Regions from separate parts of the Mus musculus genome. Here regions 2, 3, 4, 5, 6 and 7 are each linked to region 1. Evidence: chromatin contacts called from public HiChIP or PLAC-seq and promoter capture Hi-C data. All regions are on one chromosome and are shown on one strand. Each heading gives the region's core, a stretch centred on a gene start, on an enhancer-like site or on the middle of the called end of the contact. The rest is flanking DNA. Distances are from core to core; before and after follow the strand shown.

Region 1 (2,700 bases), core at 91-2,590:
TCTTTTTTTTTTCCGAGACAGGGTTTCTCTGTATAGCCCTGGCTGGTCTCGAACTCAGAAATCCACCTGCCTCTGCCTCCCCAGTACTGGGATTAAAGGCGTGTGCCACCATGCTGGGCCAAACACCTTGTTCTTAAACACCTCTGCTCCTTGTCTGTCTGACTTTTCAGCTCCTGTTAGCTGTGCAGTATTGAATCCCAGGTATCTACCTCCTCTCAGCCATTTTCCTGGACTTTACCCATATCGCAAAAGCCCTCAGTTAACTATCCCAGGGACAGCTCAGATGGCTAGAGCCCGAAAAGATAACCGTCTAGCCAGATAAACTTGGGCATGGTGGTTAACTGAACTAGGCTGACTTAAATGAGGACACTGTTCATAGGCATTGACAAAGATTAGCCATTACGCCCTCAAACTCATTCCTTCCTTAAATTATTACCAAGTTGACGCAAACCCAGCACTCATGTCCTTCAAGAAGCAGTGTGCATCTTCCCTCCGGAACACCATTCTGTCTTTCCTCCAGTGCCTGATACCTTCAGCCTCATCATCTCCAGGGCCCGAAGCCATGCTGTTCCTGGCCCCACTTTCTTCCGCATGCATACTTTGCAGGATGTCAACCTGCATGATGCCCCCTTAAGAACAAAATCCTAACTCTGCTAGGATCTGGTCTCGGTAGGGCCAGTTGCTTTCCCTAAGTACCAGCCGGTTGTCCTCCAAGGAGAGGTGATAGCACAGCGCGCAAGGTCCAGAGGGCCCCTCCTTTCTCGAATTCTTTTAGGATGCTCGCCCTTTTCTACGGGAAGTAGTCCCCAACTTCCAGTACGAGTCAGGCCTTCTAGCTTTTATACTCATGCTCCACAAAAGTGAGGTTTCTACAGAAAAACTTTCATTTTTCACACACCCAACAGACAGCGGTCGCAGCGCGCGGCAGGCGGTGAGAACTCAAGTGAATCAGAACACACTTCTGCCGAGAGCGACCCAACGGGGTTTGGGGAGATTAGCGTTAGGGGTTCAGGAGCCCAGTCCTCGGAAGTTGCTCAGGGCGTCCACCAGGTCCGCACGCAAGTCGAAGCAGGGGACTTGGAGACTGCAGACGCTCACCCTCCGCGCTTTGTTTGTCGCAGCAGCAGGGCGCAGTCCTGCCCGGACACAATGCACCCCGGGAGCCGTCGTCCGGATCCTGAGCCCAGAAGACGGGAACTCTCCGCAGCCGCAACCGGCGGGAAAGCGCGCGACAACGCGCGGTCACACGCTAGCGGCTCGGCGCCGGTGGGGCGCGGAGGGGCGGGGCGTGGGCGGAGCCAAGCACGAGCGGGGCGGAGCCGGGCTCAGGAAGCGCTTGGAGGCCCGAGCTGTCCCAGGGTGCTTCGCGCGGCGTGCACTCGGGTCGCTGCCGCCATCCTGCTGGCGAAAGAGAGGAGAGAGACAGAGAGGCCCGCCCGCTCGCCGGCCGGGCCAGTGTGGGCCAGTGCGTGAGGGAGGGCGCGGGGGGCCGTGTCAGCGCGACGCAGAGCGCAGCCGCCGCCGCCAAACGGACATGTTGGAGCCCCGCGCTGCCGCCGCCTCCCATCCCTCCTCCGGCGCACGGGACTGAGCAGGGGCCCGCCGCCTCTGCCTGCGCTCGACCGGCCCAGCCTCGCCGCCTCGGCCGCAGCCCCTTCCTGCTCGGCCTCCGCCGCTCGTCGCCTCCCGTCCTCCTCCCCCTCCACGCCCAAGGGCCCTGCCGGCACCCGGCCCTACTCAGCCGCCGCTCCAGGTCTAGGTGACCGGCGGGCCCGGAGCAGCCGCAGCCGCCGCCGCAACGCGCGCGAACATGGACGCCGTCAACGCCTTCAACCAGGAGGTGAGGAGTGCTTGGGGTTAGGGCTGGTGCGGGCCACGCCGGGGCCGCTTCTCTCGCTGCCCGAGGGCTTTCGAGCACCGAGTCCGGGCGGGGACGCTTCCTGCCCCGGTTCCGGGGCAGCGGGCCTGGAGCCGGGGAGAGGTCGCGGCCACCGCCGGGGGCTGACCCCGCGCCCCTCCCCCGCCAGTGCCCCTTCGCCCCCTTCCGGCCTGTGCCGACTCCCGCTTCTTCAACGTGGCCCTTATGCTGCTCCCGGCCCCGTTATCGGCTTTACGGGGCCGGGATCCCGCCAGGGGCTGCAACGGAGCGCTCGGCCGACTCAGGGGCGGGAGTTCCCGCGAGTCCCGGGGCCGGCGTAGCAGCCGCCTGGGTTCTCCTGTTGCTCAGGCCGCGGCGCTGCGCGGCGGCCGCTGGACTCTGATCCCGGTTGGCGGAGACTTAGAGAGGGTGTCTGCCCTCCCACCTCCTGGATTGACACGCTCACAAATGAACATAGAGCGGTAGTTCCCTTGGCCTTTCTATCTAGAACGTGCCCTTTCTGTACATCGTGACACCTAAAAAGTTGAATGGGAGAGCAAAGTGTACGCCCCATTTAGTCCGCTAGTAAGGCTGCTTGGGTCTCCACCTGCTCACCCTCGCACCGCCCTCTCGGGGTACTTAATCCTCAGCTCCCTTCCTCAGGGACATTTACATGTGAAAACCTCCCCAAACCGGGAACAAAGCTGCCTGCCGCCTTAAAGCTCTCTAGTTGTATCTCTGATCGTTCCATGTGCTGCTTAGGGGCATAAAGTCCATACTATCTTATTTATCTGAATGGATGTGGGAGGAGGAGACGACCACTGATGCTTTAAAACGCAGTT
Region 2 (2,812 bases), core at 43-2,542, 550 kb before region 1:
CTTGGCAGGAGAAAGTCGTGTGTGTGTGTGTGTGTGTGTGTGTGTGTGTGTGTGTGTGTGTGTTGGGGGGGGGGTGCTGCCACCTTTTGTTGGAGAGTCATGCCTCTGAGTCCAGTCTCTGTTCTGTCAGCTTCTATCAGTCTCCGGGCATCTCCACCAGACCTCCAGTCTTCCCAGGCTCCCCCCCTCGAGGCTGGCTTGGACTTTCTGTCCAACGTGCCCTGGACAAGTCTCCTTACATGGGTACCCTGGAGTCTGGTTGGGACGCACCCTTATCGTGTGAGTGGCCAGCCAAGTGCAACCCTTCGTCCAGACCACGGCAATCTTCCAGAGTTGGGCGTGGTACCGGGCTCAGCTTAGGGGTCCGGGCTCAGCTTAGGGGTCCGGGCTCAGCTTAGGGGTCCGGGCTCAGCTTAGGGGTCCGGGCTCAGCTTAGGGGTCCTCTGGTGAACATGCAAAGGTCAGGGCTGCGTCGCCGATGCCCAGGAAACTAACAAAAGTCAAGAGAGCCTAGAGAAACTCGAAATAAGCCCGGCCTTAATAAGGGCTGACTTCCCTGCTACCACCACCTAGATGCCAAGGGCTCCCACGAGGCAAGATAACTAGTTAGGGAGAACACTTCAACTTTAATCCAACCAGGTAGTGCCCCATGCAGAGGCCACTCACCTGGGCAACAGCTAGGGGAACGCGGGCTCGAGGCAAGCAAGAGCGCTCTTACCAGAGAAATCGGTGAGCGCGGAGGTCTCTTTGGAGCACACTAGGACCGTGCAGTAGAACAGGCGCAGAAGCTGCCCCGGAGGCTCTACCTGCCTGCGGAGGCCCTGATTCTGCGCCGATTGGGGCGCGGGTGGTGGACGCGGGTGTCCTGGCAGGAGCATGATGCGCGGCGCGGCTGGGCGCGGGCGCTGGCGCTGGGATCGCAGGCAAGGAGGACCGCGTCACATGGCGGGGCGAGTCTGTAGCCACCAGCTCCCGGCCCCCTGCCGCCTCCTTGTCCAGGCTGCTGGAGCTTCTTAGGCGGTCGCCGCCGGGTCCGGGATCCCCAGCCAAGGGGAGGGGGCGGAGACCCGGGGCGGGGCGAGGATCCCAGGGAGGCCGAGGCGTAGTTTCTTCAGAAGAAATCTTCCTGGCTCCATGAACCTAGGGAGCCAGCCTAGGGAGTTTAGGGGGTGTCACCTCGTGCTCCGGAGCTTGGCCGAGGCCGATCGGGGGCGCCGAGCCCAAAGCGGAGAGCGTCTCCAGCAGCGACCCGATGCTGCGCAGCTTGAGCGCTTTCCACGCCGGTGTCTCTAGGCGGGGTGATGGTCAAGAGCTGCTGGCTCAGCTTGCGCTGGCTCGGCGCCAACCTCACCCAGGCCGGTGGAGCAGCGCGGCTGGTGCCCGTCCGTGACGCACTTTAGAACCAAGGCAGCAGCGTACAGCCCTGGCTAGAGGGGAGCGGAGATCGTGGGAAGGGGGGTGGGAGGTGAGGTCCCGGAGATAGAGACATTACCGTCTCTGCCACCTTCAGCGCTTGTTGTTCAGCCACCAAGCACGCAGTACGTCTGATCGCACTGAATGGGAGACTGGGTCCTCAACTTTCTGCCCACCATAGAAATCTGCCTAGGCTCTAGCAGTCCGGACCTGAGGGAGCTGGTAGTCTCAAACCAGTCACGAGGCTCCGAGCCAGGTTCCTTTTGCTCGGATGGAGCTTCCTGTGGGTGCTAGTTGACAGCAGCCCTCGGGGATCTGAAACTGGGCTGGAATAAACAGCGGCTGAGCGCTTATAATTGAGCTTTGTTTTAAAATGGGCCACGGCATCTATATGACCCTGTTGACTACGTGCGGTGTCTACGCATTTGGACACCCGTAGACCAATAGATCGGTGATGACACCAGGGACGATGAGCGGGAGTCCAGAGCTGCGGGGCCAGGTGCTAGGCACTCGAGAGACCCCAGACCTAAGAACAGCGCAGGCGTCCAGGCCCCGCGGCGCCGGTGGGAAGGAGGAGGGCCCGGCGGGCGGGCGGGCGCTCGGCACAAAGTGTTCCCCATCCACCGCCGGGAGGGCTTGCCAAGTTCACCCAGCGCGCCTGACGCGGAAACGTAGATAATGAGGCCCAAGGGCGGGTCTAGGCTTCCAGCCCCGCCCTGCTCTGGGAGCAGAGCTCAGAGTGCGGAGGCCAGGCCAGCAGAACAAGAGGACACTCTGCCTCCCTGTGGCACTGTCTCAGAGCTGGACCACTAGATTCTAGGAGGATGACAGCCACACATCCTTCGGGGGGCTAGGTCGCCCAAATTGAGATCCTGAGGGTGGGAAGAAAATGCTAAATACTGGTGTTTGTATGGAGAGACCCAGTTTGCATAGCCTTGGGCTGGAGAGATGGCTCAGCGGTTAATAGAACTTGCTGCTTTTCCAGAGGACACTAGTTCAGATTCCAGCACCCAGCGCTGGCAGCTTGCAACCACCCTGAATCTCTCTCAGGGGACCCACGAACTCGAACTCTACTCTGCCCCCCCCCCCACACACACACAATCTTTTTTAAAAACACAGCCTCAATAATCATGGGATATAAGTTTAATATGAACGTCTTATGTTGGGTAAACTAAGGCTGGAAGAGTAGGTAAGGTTGCTCAATTCACAAAGACCACTGGAGAAAGAGTGTGCAGACCTCGGGTCCCTCCTATTCGTCTATCTTATCCCCTCATCTAGATCTAGATTGGCTACCAGTGTGTGTCAGGTTCTTTGGCAGGGCATGAAGATGCGGGCCCAGTAAGGGAACCGTGCTCCCTGAGGGATGGGGGCAGGCAGCATTGTGCTGTTGGGGCTGTAG
Region 3 (2,864 bases), core at 274-2,773, 800 kb before region 1:
AAAGACGAGACAGACATGGCCTATAGACAAATGGCGGTTTATAAAGGTAGAGTGAGTTGGTTAGTTTGAATTGAGCATGTTAATAGGTGAGCCAAAGGGAACTTTTAATTGCTGAACTTCAATATTTTGATAGCAGGACCTTGGTAGTCAGCCTCAAGAAGAGGAAGTGGCCAAATAACGGAATGGACCTTGGGGTCTAGCTTAGGAATGTAATGATTTTCAGCAAGGAAGAGGAAAGGGGGTAAAAGAATGAAAACTGTTTGCAATGTCTGCATGTTTGGGCTGTTAGGGCTCCTGCAGGTGCTCTGTGGGCTGCTGGGGGTTTGGGGGGTGGTCTGCCATGCTCAGGCCTGTTAGGACCCTTTCAGGTGCTCTGTGGGCTGCTGGGGTGGGGGTGGGGGTCGTCAGTACTCTTTCCCAGCTGTGTTCACCCTACAAGCTACAAAATCAACCTGCCAGACATGTGTCCCCTAGTGAGACAGCGACGTGGTTATTTGAAGGCTAACTCTATGTTTTCTGGTTGCACTTGATTGAGGCTTGCTCCCCAGAAGAGGATTCACGGGGAGTATTGTAAACCTGGTCAAACGCTGTTGGGGGTAACAGGCCTCAGAGGGGAACCTAGCACTGGATTCTAAAGGGACACAGTATCAAACTGTCTCCTGAGCTGATACTCATAAACCAGTGCTGTTCCCAGCGGGGTAAGCCAAAGCTGCTGTTCGCAGTGCATGACCGTGAGTGAAAGCCGATTGTCTTAGGGCTGCTATTGCTATGGTGAAATGCCACAACCAGAAGCACTCCATTTGCCTTATATTTCCACACTGTAGTTTGTCACCAAAGGAAGTCAAGACAGGAACTCAGAGCTGGAACCTGGAGGCAGGAACTGATGGAAGAATGCTGCTTAGAGACTTACTCCTCATGACTTGCTCAGATTGTTATATGATAAAAATTATATACAATACAAAGTGTGTATATAATAAAAGCATATATAATTAAATTATGTATTTTATATATATATATGTATGTGTATGTGTATGTATGTATGTATGTATTTTGTGTGTATGTGTCCTGGAATTCACTATGTAGCTCAAACTCACAGGGATTCTCCTGCCTCTGTCTCCCAAGTCCTGGGATTAAAGGTATGTGCAACTATGCCTAGTTTTAGCCTGACTTCTTAAAGAACCCAGGACTGTCAGCTCAGAAATAGCACCACTCACAGTGAGCTGGACCCGCCCTCATCAATTGCTAATTAAGAAAATGCCCTACAGATGGGTCTTAAGGAGTTATTTTCTCAATTGAGTTTCCTTCCTTTCAGATGACTCCAGCTTGTGTCAAGTTGATAGAAAACTAGCCCCCTAACTGACCACAGTATTTCAAATAAGTAACTGCTGAGTGTTCAGTTCTAGATGAGATTGCTCTCTCATCCCCTTCAAGGCCCAGAGAATAACCTGAAGAGGAAGTAGAAGAGACAGTGAGACTGGGCTGGGAAATGCTGGCTTCTAGTTAGGGTGTGGCGGTTGCCATTATCTGCTCCCAGCAGCTGGGTTTCCTGCTGAAGAGCTGCACAAGATGGGTGGGGCGGCTCCTGGGCCCTCCTCTCCTTGAAGAACTCTTGGCTTTCCTTAGCAGAATGGTCACTGGTCACTTGCTTCGTCCAGGCTTCACACACCCAACCCTGATTGATTTCCATGGGTCACCAAAAAATAAAAGCAGCAAAGCAAACGAGCAAAAAAAAGACACAAAACCAGGAGAGGAACCTTCTGGAAAAAAGAATGTGTGTGGATGGAATGAGAGAGGGTAAAGTTGTGTGTGTGTGTGTGTGTGTGTGTGTGTGTAAGTTATCAAAATACACTATATGAAATTGTCAGAGAATTTTTTTAAAACGTACGACTTATTTAAAAGGAGTTTCATACACTCACACAGTTTCACCTTAGTTTATGATCTTCTCAAAATATGCTGCGATATCCTATGATCGGGAATCTCCCAGGCAAACAGAATATGTTTTGTTGTTGATACTTATTTCAATATAGTAATAAGAAGGTCATTTTTGAGTTATGATTCTAAATAGACACTTAATAGCAGTGTAATTTGGAGCTTTTTCAAAATAGTTCCATGAGGATTTTTTTGTTTTATTTTATATGCATCTATGTGTGTCTGCATACTATGCGCAGTGCAGGTCCCCCAGAAGTCAAAGAGAGTGTCAGATCCTCTGTGATTAAAGTTATGAGCAGTTGTGAGCTGGCATGAGGATTCTAGGAACCAAACCCAAATCCTCTGCATGAGTTGCAGGCAGCCCTCCACCTCCAAGCTCAGGTTTCCAAAAGATGCCTTTGAATCCTTACTTATCTCTGTGCGATGAGATGCGCTCTCCGCATCTTACAAAGAGGAAACAACAGTGAAGGAATTTGGAATATGTTTACAGTCCCGGTTTTAAATCTTATTTCCCCTTGCCCCCTTCCCCACGCCCCGAGTTTTGCGCTCTCTCTCTCGCTCTCTCTCTCTCTCTCCCTCTCTCTCTCTCTCTCTCTCTCTCTCTCTGGTATTTCTCAAATCCTCTGCAGCACAAGAGCCCTGCCGTTTCTCAGTCTGATTCTGAGGCACGTCGAGGCCAGTTGGTTCCGCTAGTTGCTTCATTAGCAGAGCAAGCTACAGTGTGCACATCACCCTGTTCGAGCGTGATTAGCTTCCAGTAAACAGGTAAACAGGACAGGGAAGGATTTCGACATGTTTGCACCAGGACGAGGATACGAGGACAGCTTTAAAGCAGACTCATACATTTCCAGCTACCGCCAGGAGAGCATGTGCGGAGACAGGAGAGGCCAGCCCCGAAGCCTACCAGGAGCAGTGAGACGCTAAGAAACATGTGG
Region 4 (2,700 bases), core at 162-2,661, 730 kb before region 1:
TCCACTTGGGGTAATTTCAGTTGTCATAAAAAGGTTCATCCCTAGGGCTGGGGATGCCCCCCAGCTTGTAGAATGCCTGCCTGGTACGCATGAAGCTTTGGGTTCAGTCTGTCACCACGTAAACCAGGTATGGTTGGCACACTAGCCTGGGCTCTGTGCTACTTTGTCTCAAAAAACAAAAGCTACCTCCAAAGTACTACAATTCAGTGGCCAGCTCTCCTGAACCCGTTTTTGTCGGTGCATGTCATATACAGTCATCACACTTAAGAAAAATCCCACTCTCAAACATCCCTGTTTTATTTAAAGGACTGTCCCCACCTGAAATGGACACTTCTTGGGAGGGAAAAATGGCTAACCACAATTCACAGCAAGCAATTGTTATTATAAGCTTGTGGTTACTGTAACCACAACAAAAAAGTAAAAGTTGTTCTTAGGAGACTAAGTGAAAAGATCTAAGAACTGAATCCAAGTGTGTATCTCCTTGGCTGGAGGTGGCTTCTCTTGTGTTTAGTTTGCTTTTAATATTTTAAAACTAGGGTGGATTTGTCTTCTCTAAAATAGAGAAGCGTTGAGTCACATGACAGCATGTTAGAGGAAATGTTTTTATGCAATACGTCATATTTAAATTGTGCTTTTGGGAAGAAAGTAAAAAGGGGAAGAGGCTAGGGGAAAGCAAAGGCAAATGGAACATGATTGCCGTGCTCCTTGGATTCTCAATTCCTCTCTAAAGCCCCAGGGACTACAATGTCCTCCCATTTTTGTCTCTGAAGTATAGGCAGAATAATTCTGCTGGACACAAGTTTTAGACATAATGTCTCGTTTAAAAAGATAGTTTGAAACAGTGTGATGCCCTTAGTTATAAAATTCCACGGCTGGCAAATCGACAGTGACAGCCATGTTTTGTTTGACTGCCTGGAGTTTCTGGTTGCTGGCTTCCCCCACTCTCCACTGCATTCGGTTGAGCACTCTTCCATCGCCCCTGGAGCTCGGAGAACACACTGAAACAGCCAGGGAACAGCCTCCTGCTGCCTCCCTGACGACAGACACCATGGACAGCTCTTCGAGCGCCACCCAGCCGGCGCGGGGTGCACACCGTCCCCCGCCTCGCACTCGCCCATCGCCCATCAGGTCTGCGGAGGCGGCAGGGGGTGGTCCTGATGCCCGACTCGAGCACGAATCAACACGGGCTCCCCCAGCTCTTTCCTGAAGTCCCTCCCTGTCGCCCGCGGGGAGGGCAGAGCTACAGGGCTCCACGCGAGGAGGACGGACCCTCCCTCTGCCGGCTCCCCTGGCCGTGCCACCTTCCCACTCCCGGGGCGACGGAGGCTCGCTTCACGGACCCAGGACGCGGCGGCCGCAGGAACCCGGTGACCAGTAAGCGCCCTGCTCGGCAGCACGGTCCCGCGTGGGCGGAAACGGCTCCGCCCTTTCACCCTAAGGGGCGGGCCTTCCGCCTGGGCAGCGGCGCAATGCGGAAGAGCTGGACCTGCTGGAGCGGAAGTGACGCTTCGGGCGGCTGTAGCGGCGGAGGCTGCGGGAGAAGGAGGAGGAGGAGCCGGAGGAAGAGGTGAGGCAGCGGGCGGGAGGGCGGGGGGCGGGGAGCGGCCCGGGCTCTACCCAGGGGCAGCCGGCCGGCCGGGTGGACGCTTCCTGAGCGGTGGCGGCCGTCGCAGCCGGGTCGCAAGCGGTGAGAGGCGGCCGAGGGCCGAGGGCGGCGGGTTGTGTGGAGACCCCGGGGCTGCGGGTGGCTTGCCGTGACAGCGGCTGTCACCCAGCGGGCGGGAAAGGACCCCGTCGGCACAGGCTCCCGGGTATCTCTGGCGGTGCGTAATGGAGGCGCTGAAGCGCCCGGTGCCTCAGTTCCCCCCGGCTCCCCGGGATCTCGTTGAGTGGCGGTGGGATCCATTCGTCACGGTGAGCTTCGTGACTGGGCAGGAGGCGGCAGTCACCTGTGTGGCTTTCCCTGCCCTTCGCCGCCGCCCTGGAGAGTCCGCGGTGTGATAATCCCGTCCCTCTCCGGCCCCCTCAGGAGCTTTGAATCAGCCTGATTAACCTTCCCTCCCATCCCCTTGCCCATTCCGCCTAGGGATCGGCTTGAAGTTTCCCCATCAGTTCCCTTCCCGTAGTGACAGATCGTGAAGCAGGAAGCCGATAAACAACCCCAACTGAAAATACGCTACAGATTTTCCCTTTGGGGAAACATAAATTAAATGGGAAATCCACCTTATCCAAATCAGGACCGACGGTGCTAAAAACCCCTGCCTTGTCCTGCCGTATCTTGAGAACTGGACGCGTTTCCTTTTGCCTTTTGGTTAAGAAAAAAAAAAAAAAAGGTGACGCCTTATCTTTTGGAATAAACCGTTCACCCCTGAGCTCTCTTTTTCTCTACCCCCAACCCCCATCAAACTTGTCAGTGAGGGACCTCAGGAGGACGCCTAGCAGTCCTTGCAGCAGAAGGAAACCTCAGGTGCATTGACTTGGTTTCCACAGGGCTGCCTCTGAAGAAAGGAGAATGGCGTTCAGCAAAGGATTTCGAATCTACCACAAATTGGATCCCCCACCGTTCAGCCTCATAGTGGAAACTAGGCATAAGGAAGAATGTCTCATGTTCGAGTCTGGGGCTGTGGCTGTGCTCTGTAAGTCACGTGTTTTCACCTGCCCGATTCTGATCTCTGTTTTGGTTGTAACTCGCGAGTTCAA
Region 5 (2,700 bases), core at 30-2,529, 780 kb before region 1:
TCACTCCACTCCTGGGCATCCTTTAGGGACCCTGATCAAAAAAACTTCAGCCTCCCTGGAGAAAGGTGGCCCCACCATTGCTAAGATGTGTGTCTATTGGTTTTGTTCCTTCCTTTACATGGTTTTCCACAATCACTCCTGTTTACCTCTGTGTCCTTCAAGCCTTCTGGCACAGTGCTTGTGTGTGGTAAGGACCAGTGGGTAGATAGGTGGGTGGGTGGGTGGGTAGTGTTATCCCATATTCAGGTGACTCTATATCCATTTCTCTGGTCCCGTAATGTATCACATTAGTGAGACCCTCCTCTATCCAGCCTTCATTAGTCATTAAAGACTGGATTTTAGGTCACAAGATTGGAACCTTCATGAATGAAATTGGGAGTCATAGAAGGGGCTGGGACATTCCTGGAAGGGTTGTGAGGACATCCCTGGAAGGGGTCATCTATGAGCCAGGAAGTGCCCCTTCCTCATCTGATATTGAATATAAGACTAGAGTCTTAGATTTCCCTGTCTCCAAAAGACTAAGAAATGGTTTAGTTTTGTTTGGGTTTTTTTGGTTTTGGTTTTTTGAGACAGGGTTTCTCTGTATAGCCCTGGCTGTCCTAGAACTCACTCTGTAGACCAGGCTGGCCTCGAACTCAGAAATCCACTTGCCTCTGCCTCCCAAGTGCTGGGACTAAAGGCGTGCTCCACAACTGCCCGGCCTAAGAAATGTTTCTAAGCCATCCAGTTTAGGACATTTTGTAGCAGCCCCAAATAGACTAAGCCACCACTGAATGAACACAGATTTTTTTTTTTTTACATGTTTACTTACTTTCTGGCTTCTAGCATTTAAAAATGAGTTCATGAGAGGGGAGAGACTGGGGCTACGTCCCAGAAAGAGAAATGAATTCATGTTCTCTTTGGAGCAATCACAGTCGAATGGTTTTTGCACCATCTGAGGCACTTACCAACCGTAAGTAAAAATTCATCAGGCCTAAGAGAGTGGAACAAATCGTGGATGTAAAAGTGTCGTCCAGGCGTCTCCGCAGTCCACAGTCAATCCATGCAACTTCCGGCTGCAGTAGAATCTCTTCCATTTACGCCTCTCCTTTGTGGTCAGTCTACAGCAGCAGTAGACTCCCCGTTTCTTCTGAAAATTTCCCGGCTTAACAGCCCCAAAGAGACAGGTTCTCTCCTACTGGTTAATAAAACTGGTAGGCCAGTCAGCTTCCTTCTGGCTGCCATGGAAACCACCAGGCCAAACAGAAAAGAACAGTAAGTGAGAGACCACGAGACCACGCATTCCACCCGGCTTGCAGATTAAAGCAGCTGTCAAGCCAGGGTGAAGGCGCAGTGGCCAGGGAAGAGCTCCAAGGTCTGCAGATTGGACAGGCAAGGCCCTGCCGTGGGGCCGCAAAATGTAAGTAGCGCCCCTGCTCTGTTTAAAACGCCTGTCAGCTCAACAGACTTCTGCTGTACGGCCAGAAAGTCTGGGGACGACTGGAGGGGCTCTATCAGGGTAACTTCCTGGAACTGCCGCATCCCTGGAATATGTCACTGTAAAGGTGGTGGGTGCCACCAAACACCCTTTGGGCTTCTACGCAACTGGATAGCTTACTACCATTCTCTGTCTTGCAAAGGAAACACTTTTTAGGGCACTAAGCAAGGAGTGGAATGGTCTTTTCATTTAGACCCTACACAGATAGGGATCTGAACTTGTTTCTATTTTTAAGAGTTTGTTTAAGCTCTTCTGCTCATCTTTAATACCTAATAACGATCATGCAGCCCCAGACCCTGGCTCTTTCCGTAGTGAGTGGCAAAGAAAATCAAGGCCTCTGAAGTAGCACTGCCTACGATGTGATGTCTGGGGGCCTTGCTTTATCCTTCAGAGGTGTCTTACAGCTCATGCCAGTCGTCATAGCATTTCCTCCTCAGAAAACTCGAACTAAAGAACAAACAGTAAACTTCTTAAATAAGATTAAAAGGCATTTATGGGGGAAAAGACCTTATAAAATACTAAAAAGCCAGACTTTTATTGTTTGCAAACTGCATGTTGTGAAAAAAGTGATTCTTAAGTTTTTAACTTTTTTTTTTTAGAATGAATAATGCAATATGTTTGGAGGGGAAACAATTTTTTTCATTTTTATTTCTGACAGAAATAGGGCAGTTTCAGAGACTAATAGTTTCTGTAACGTGTTTATGGAAATTGGTGCTTTTCAACAGCTATCTCGTGGTTTCCAACTTTCTCACACCAGTTTTTCATTGCTTAAAACTGGCATATGATCAGGGTTGAGAATCTGGCACCCAGTGGCGGGTGCCTGTGCCTTTAAGAGACAAGTAAGGGGACAGGAGTCAGTGTGACTTGGGAGAAGCTGTCTAGCTGGCAGCCACAGCTAAGCAAAGCCACAGGTTCAAATACCAGGGAGTAAACCACCTCCCTGAATTCCAGGTCGCTCCAGGGGAAAACTTGAAAGTTTCTCTCATCGTCAGCTTCTCCGTGTTCAGAAGAAGGACAGGTAACTGCCCAGTTTGGTTAGGGACTCCTGGGGCTCTCTCTGGCTAGTTTTCCTATCACTTCTCACACCTGTGCTAACTGAAGCCACACTCAGCTTCCATTAGCTTCTCTTCTAACGATGAACTTGAACTCATTAACTAATTTACACCCGTTTCTTTTTCAAAGGCTGTTTCTGAAGGGTTTATGGATAACAGAACCCACTTGAT
Region 6 (2,790 bases), core at 137-2,636, 680 kb before region 1:
GACAGGAGAGGTACTTAGCAGTTAAGATCTCTTGCTGCTCTTCCAGTGAACCAGAGTTCAGTTCCCAGCATCCCATAGGATGGCTCACAACAACCTGTAACTCTGTCTCCGGGATTTTTAATGCCTGTCTCTGGCCTCCTCGGGCACCTATACATACATAACATACATACATGACATAGGGTGGGGGAGGGAAACAGACAGACAGACAGAGTTTTAAAATAATAAAGTTGACTTCATAAAATAAGTGGGAGTGAGACAAGGTGATATGTAGAAGCCCATGTTTCTCATTAACCTAACAATACCTGACATTAAAGTGTGAAGTTTATCTGAGTTGCTCACCTCACGTCTCTTTCTAACTCATTTCCTATCTCTCTTGTTTTATTTCTTGGGGTTTTTAATTTTAGCATTATTTGTTTGGGTGCATGTGTGTATGAAGGCACACGTGTGCAATGGTGTGTATGTGGAGGTCAGAGGATAGCCCCAGGGGTCAGTTCTCTCCTTCCCCAAGAGTCATGGGGATTGAACTCGGGCTGTCAGGCTTGGCCATGGTACCTTTACATGGCGTGCCATCTCACTAAACCCGGATCTCCTCTTGAATAAGTTGTAAATACTGAAACACTGTGTTATTTTGGTTAAGGTGCACATTTTCTTTTTAACAGAAACAAAAAGCAGCTTGCATGAAAATGTTCTTTTTTTTAAGCAATCAGATGTATAAAGGGCGTGTAAAGCTTTCCTTAGGAGTCCCTCCCTCTGTAATACTTTGTAGCACAACCAACCAGAAGCTGTGGGCAGTGGAGCTGCAGAAGACCATCTCCAGGGACAACAAGTATGTCCTGCTGGCCTCGGAGCAGCTGGTGGGTGTCTGCCTGTTTGTCTTTATCAGACCACAGCACGCTCCTTTTATCAGGTCAGTGACAGACACCGTTCTGTCTCTTCTCATGCCATAACAAGAAAGGCCCTAGTGTGTGCGATGCCATCTCGTCCATTCATAACTTGTGCTTTGTAGGGATGTTGCAGTTGATACTGTGAAAACTGGCATGGGAGGTGCAACTGGAAACAAGGGCGCCGTTGCAATTCGGATGCTCTTCCACACCACCAGCCTTTGCTTCGTCTGCAGCCACTTTGCTGCAGGGCAGTCCCAAGTCAAAGAGAGAAATGAAGATTTTGTAGAAATAGCACGAAAACTGAGTTTCCCCATGGTAAGCTTCTGCTGATGGTTCTGTAAGACAAGCCTTTGCATTGCATTTCACTTTATCCTACATTTCCTGTCCGCAGTCGTGAAGACTTAGAGCAGTCCTTAGAGACACCAGCAGTGTTTGTGTGCCTCCGTCTGCTGTCTTGCTATTGTTGGGCTCAAGGCGCAGTGCTGATAGTGCAAGCCCTTGTGAGGCAGAGACACAGTGTGACGCACAGGCTGTCTGTCTCGTGTTTCCAGGGACGAATGCTCTTCTCCCATGACTATGTATTTTGGTGTGGTGATTTCAACTATCGAATTGACCTTCCGAATGAAGAGGTTAAAGAGCTCATAAGACAACAAAACTGGGATTCTCTGATCGCTGGGGATCAGCTCATCAACCAGAAAAATGCAGGACAGGTAACTGCTTCCTGAGATCACTGTCTTACAAAAGGGGCCCTTGGAGGGCTGGGGATGTGGCCCAGCAATTAAGTGCACTCACTGCTCTCACAGAAAGCCCAAGCTCAGTTCCCAGCACCCACACACTGGGCAGCTCACAACCACCTGTAACTCCAGGTCCACACTTAGGCATATAAAAAGATGCACAGAAATAAAAAGGAATGTAAGTTGTTTTTTCCTCTTAGGGAGAGGACGAGAGAGGGAGAAGGAGTGGAAGGAGTTTGAGGGGTCAGGGAGATGAGACTAGCGTTAAAGCACTTGCCTTGCAATGCTGAAGATCAGTTTGATCTTCAGAACCTACACAGCAAGCCCCAGGTAACACCCCAGCGCAGTGGCATGCAACTGCAATCCTTAGGCAGCTAGGAAGCAGACATGAGAACTGGTCAGTTGCCAGAAGGCTGTGAACCAGTCCAGCCTGGAGTAAAACTGCGGAATCAAGATAAATCCTGCCTCAGTGACATAGAAGGGAAAAAACAACTCCCAAAAGTTGTCCTCTGACCTCTACAGGTGTCCTGTGGCACATATATGCTCTCTTCACTCAATATACATATAAAATTATAAATATGCATACAATAAAGAAAAGTTGTAAAAGGAGGGTATGAATTTTGACAATTAAACATTTTCTTATTTCATTTTTGTATTTATTGTTTATACATACCTGTAGCTAAACATACAGAATTATTTTTTCTTGAAAGAATGAAAGAAAAGAAATAAAGGAAGGGGAAAAGAATGTTTTTAAAATGTTTATAATTCTTAGGAAGAAAATACGTTAGTGTGTCTGTAAGATGCACTATCAAACAGAAGGCCTATAATTGTGGGATGATAATAATGTGGACTCTCAGATTAAGTAGAAGGGCTGGGAGCCACTGGTACAGTAACTGGGGCCACCAAGCTTGAAGTCACCTCAGCGGCAGTTTCACCATCATGGATGTCAGCTGTTACTCCAGAGTGTGGTATCAGGCTAGATGAGTCCCCAGATCTCATACCATCTTCTACGATGGGGCAAGGCTGGTGCTGAGCCCAGGTCCTCATGCTTTTGAGCTGCAATCCCAGTCCCGCAGAGAGGTCTGGGTGTCTCATAGGCAGGGTGGTTTCTTTATTCATGCTTTTAAAGTTTCACTAATGGAAGAGTAAGTGGGAAAAGGTCACATTTTTCT
Region 7 (2,700 bases), core at 165-2,664, 600 kb before region 1:
TATGTGGATGTGTGAAGGTCAGCGTGTAGGTATGTGCGTGTAAACGCTGGTGCCTGTGGCGGCCAGGGGGAGTTGGGCTGGTCCTGGGGCTTGAGTCCTTACACGCTCAAACCACTGGCCACTCTCTCTAACCTCATCAGCTTTGCTTTTAAAGGCTGCCCTGATTTTCATCCACTTGTAACACCCAGGGGAAACATCTGGGGTTTTTCCCATTTTTTAACACAGTAAGCAATGTCACATGGAACCTGCTTAGAGCTAAATATTTGTAGGCGGATACGGGACTTTCCATGGGAATTCGTGCTCATCGATTGCCCTGTCAAAGATCTAAAGCATGAATGCTGTGACACATTGACAGGCTATTATTTAGGGAGACAGGACCATTGTATACTGCTGATGGAAATGAATATTCTAGAAAGTGTATGTTCTCTTAGCGATGAAGACATGGATGCCTGACCATCTGTGGGAAAAAAAAAACTAGAGTTTTCTTCGGCCAGGGTTGCATGTTGCCTTGGCTGGCATAAAACTCAATGTGCAGCTAAGGATGGCCTTGAACTTCTGCCCCAAATGCCTCCATCTCTCCAGGTCCTGTTATTATAGACATGCACCAACATGCCCAGTTTATGCAATGCTGGAATCAAAGCCAGAGCCTGGTGCGTGCTGGGCAAGCTCCCCTCCCTGAGCGCCATCCGTCGTCCATCCTGGATATAGTCTTTAAGACTGATAGAAGAAAGAAAACAACCCCCCAGATCTAAGCTGTGAGGACCACTGCTGATAGACTCTCAACAGTGCTTAGGCCACAGAACTTATCTTTCCCCCAAAGACTTTATCTCATCTCCAGAGACTTTATCCTAGCCGTGACCTCAGGAAGTGGCCAAGGTAATTCAGGTCTGACTCAGGGCTGGCTGGCTGTGCCCTGCTTGATGCTGAGCTCCGAACCATTCCCAGGATTTTGTCGTTTCTTTAAAGGTGGTTATTTCCCGCCCACATGGGTTTTGCTTCTGTTGCTGCCAGGCTCCCTCCTCCCCAATACATGTGATAACAAGATATTCCACCACTTGAATTCTTACTTTTTTGGCAATTGTTTAACACTAGGTCTGAAGTTAATCACTCTTGCAAGCCTGTGTTTATTTAGATAATTGGGCTGGCTGCTCTTAAGTGGCCCTGTCTTGGCAATGGAGAGTTCCTGGCACCTTGATCTTGGCTAAAAAGCCCAGGCCTGCCCACACTTGGCCTTGGGACAGCCTTAGCCCAGCCTTTGAGGTCCATTGTGTGGTTTTTCATTCTCTTATTAAGGAAGTAGTAGAATGCCTGGAGCCCACCCAGAAAATGTGACCATAGCAGGAAATGACACACCGAGGCGGAGGCACACCCTGGTGCCCGTTCTTTGGGAAGGCTCCCCCACCCCCAGCCCAGCTCAAGTTAAAGGGCTGCTTTGGCTGGCGCTCAGAGGGCCAGCGATGGCTCATTGAACTCACCCCTGTCTTTCCTTTTCCCTTCTCCCAGATGAATTTTAGTGGTAACAGGCCTGGCTCACTCCAAGATCTTTCAGAAATGCCTCTGGCTGGGCCACCCTCAACACAGAGAACTCAGACCTCATTCTGTCCAACCCCACAGAACTGGTAAGATGTCACTTTCCATTGTCACTTATTAGCTGCAACTTCCTTCTTTAATATTCATTTGCTAGGGTAGCAGCAGTGCACCCCTCCCCCCAGGCGCACACCCAGAAGCCTGCTTCTTGACAGTTGTGGAAGTTGGAAGTCCACGACTGAGGTGCCATCAGGGCTGGCTCCATGGAGCCTCTGGCTGGCTTGTCTGTGTTCATGTGGCTGTCACACTGCACATGCTGGGCTCTTGGCTTCCTCTTGTTATAAAGGCACAAATCAGATTGTTCAGGACCTGATTAAAATACCCCACATCAACTTAACCTTCCCTTTAAAGGTCCTCTCCGTAAATATAGGCACATCTCAGGTACTGGCAGGAGGGACTTCAGAGTGAGTCTCCCAAATAGTCCTCAAGTTTGCAGCCAGAGTACTCTCTAGGAATTTATGTCCATGAACGCCCTCTTCCCACATGCACCAAGCCTGGTCTACACAGTATGGCAGAAGAGAGGTGGTTGGCTTCTTATTCATAGACACCCATTCCCAGAAGAAGCCAGCTACCCCTTCACGAAAGCACCCTGGGCCTGTGACCAACAACCAGTGCCAACCTCTCCCCCATCGGTGCCAACTTCCCCCTATCGGTTGGCCACCTTGGGAGCACAGCCCTCCAACCAGAGACGTAACCTCGGGAGGCATCCCCGCACCAAAAGCAAGAAACTCTGCTCTCAGCTGCCCCTGAATTCCTGCCCCACAGAGGCTGCAAGATGATACGTGTCTTATCGAAGCCCATTAAGATGTGGAGCGTTTTATTACAGAGCAATAGGAAGTGAATACGCAGGTTGATTTTTAGGAATGTGTGGTTGAGGTAGTGGATTTGGGACTGAGCGGTGGGCAGGACTTAGAGAGATGTTGCAGAGAATTTTGGAGAAAATTTAAAGGGTTTGGTAAAAAAAAAAAAAAAAAAACCTCAGTATCCAGCGACCTCATACCCTCAAGTCAAGAGAGGCTCCAGTGTGGGCTGCCCCAGCTTAACCCTGGATGGATACAGTAAGCTATGTGTCCCCGCCTGACATGCCCCAGCCATTGATTTGGGCATCAAGCA

What was found. Promoter capture Hi-C pulls out the DNA fragments that hold promoters and counts their contacts. HiChIP or PLAC-seq counts read pairs in DNA pulled down with a chosen protein or histone mark.
Region 2: a contact with region 1 is called in a promoter capture Hi-C map of hippocampal neurons, with 4 times the contacts expected there. The contact joins the promoter of Eva1c here to the promoter of Scaf4 in region 1. A contact is called at or near these places in 9 of 39 promoter capture datasets (the 3T3-L1 cell line, cranial neural crest, erythroid cells and 6 more), 1 of 484 Hi-C or Micro-C datasets (embryonic stem cells), 6 of 115 datasets of contacts at active chromatin or transcription factors (astrocytes, embryonic limb bud, epiblast stem cells and 3 more) and 4 of 9 other capture datasets (adipose tissue, embryonic stem cells, liver and 1 more).
Region 3: a contact with region 1 is called in a promoter capture Hi-C map of HPC-7-derived erythroid cells, with 5 times the contacts expected there. The contact joins the enhancer-like site here to the promoter of Scaf4 in region 1. A contact is called at or near these places in 4 of 39 promoter capture datasets (the 3T3-L1 cell line, HPC-7-derived erythroid cells and cranial neural crest) and 1 of 115 datasets of contacts at active chromatin or transcription factors (T-cell acute lymphoblastic leukemia).
Region 4: a contact with region 1 is called in a promoter capture Hi-C map of pre-B cells, with 2.6 times the contacts expected there. The contact joins the promoter of 4930404I05Rik here to the promoter of Scaf4 in region 1. A contact is called at or near these places in 15 of 39 promoter capture datasets (the 3T3-L1 cell line, 3T3-L1-derived adipocytes, the C10 cell line and 9 more), 3 of 484 Hi-C or Micro-C datasets (the G1E-ER4 cell line and embryonic stem cells), 8 of 115 datasets of contacts at active chromatin or transcription factors (the SCID.adh cell line, cardiomyocytes, embryonic stem cells and 3 more) and 2 of 9 other capture datasets (embryonic stem cells and liver).
Region 5: a contact with region 1 is called in an H3K27ac HiChIP or PLAC-seq map of T-cell acute lymphoblastic leukemia, with 10 times the contacts expected there. The contact joins the promoter of 4932438H23Rik here to the promoter of Scaf4 in region 1. A contact is called at or near these places in 7 of 39 promoter capture datasets (the 3T3-L1 cell line, 3T3-L1-derived adipocytes, the C10 cell line and 3 more) and 4 of 115 datasets of contacts at active chromatin or transcription factors (T-cell acute lymphoblastic leukemia, craniofacial prominence, large pre-B cells and 1 more).
Region 6: a contact with region 1 is called in a promoter capture Hi-C map of cranial neural crest. The contact joins the enhancer-like site here to the promoter of Scaf4 in region 1. A contact is called at or near these places in 10 of 39 promoter capture datasets (the 3T3-L1 cell line, 3T3-L1-derived adipocytes, the HPC-7 cell line and 6 more), 4 of 115 datasets of contacts at active chromatin or transcription factors (astrocytes, embryonic forebrain, embryonic limb bud and 1 more) and 1 of 9 other capture datasets (embryonic stem cells).
Region 7: a FOXA1 HiChIP or PLAC-seq map of pancreatic cancer cells shows a contact between it and region 1. The contact joins the enhancer-like site here to the promoter of Scaf4 in region 1. A contact is called at or near these places in 3 of 39 promoter capture datasets (the 3T3-L1 cell line, cranial neural crest and hippocampal neurons) and 3 of 115 datasets of contacts at active chromatin or transcription factors (epiblast stem cells, pancreatic cancer cells and stem cell-derived neural progenitor cells).

Annotation. Positions count from the first base shown.
Region 1 is chr16:90,283,143-90,285,842 of GRCm38.p6, reverse strand. Scaf4 (SR-related CTD-associated factor 4) reads left to right here and starts at 1,340. Exons shown (of 20, transcript NM_178923.4): 1 at 1,340-1,840. The coding sequence starts at 1,811.
Region 2 is chr16:90,829,339-90,832,150 of GRCm38.p6, reverse strand. Eva1c (eva-1 homolog C (C. elegans)) reads right to left here and starts at 1,292. Exons shown (of 8, transcript NM_001199210.2): 1 at 719-1,292. The coding sequence starts at 878.
Region 3 is chr16:91,085,455-91,088,318 of GRCm38.p6, reverse strand. It overlaps a transcript of 4932438H23Rik not described here. Among named protein-coding and RNA genes, the nearest start is that of 4932438H23Rik, 18 kb to the right of the region's middle. Within about 2 kb of position 1,523, at least 38 of the 459 cell types and tissues checked have an H3K27ac peak or open chromatin away from gene starts, as enhancers often do.
Region 4 is chr16:91,009,960-91,012,659 of GRCm38.p6, reverse strand. It overlaps 4930404I05Rik (RIKEN cDNA 4930404I05 gene), which reads right to left and starts at 1,411. Exons shown (of 3, transcript NR_028368.1): 1 at 1,341-1,411. Synj1 (synaptojanin 1) reads left to right here and starts at 1,352. Exons shown (of 32, transcript NM_001164483.1): 1 at 1,352-1,567; 2 at 2,491-2,636. The coding sequence starts at 1,470.
Region 5 is chr16:91,067,731-91,070,430 of GRCm38.p6, reverse strand. 4932438H23Rik (RIKEN cDNA 4932438H23 gene) reads left to right here and starts at 1,279. Exons shown (of 3, transcript NM_028905.4): 1 at 1,279-1,399.
Region 6 is chr16:90,962,622-90,965,411 of GRCm38.p6, reverse strand. It overlaps Synj1 (synaptojanin 1), which reads left to right. Exons shown (of 32, transcript NM_001164483.1): 16 at 767-907; 17 at 1,007-1,199; 18 at 1,436-1,594. Among named protein-coding and RNA genes, the nearest start is that of Cfap298, 29 kb to the right of the region's middle. Within about 2 kb of position 1,386, at least 15 of the 459 cell types and tissues checked have an H3K27ac peak or open chromatin away from gene starts, as enhancers often do.
Region 7 is chr16:90,884,560-90,887,259 of GRCm38.p6, reverse strand. The region is part of intron 4 of Eva1c (eva-1 homolog C (C. elegans)); the gene reads right to left. Among named protein-coding and RNA genes, the nearest start is that of Gm36363, 35 kb to the right of the region's middle. Within about 2 kb of position 1,414, at least 85 of the 459 cell types and tissues checked have an H3K27ac peak or open chromatin away from gene starts, as enhancers often do. A contact at or near this core is called in pancreatic cancer cells, where this site is marked.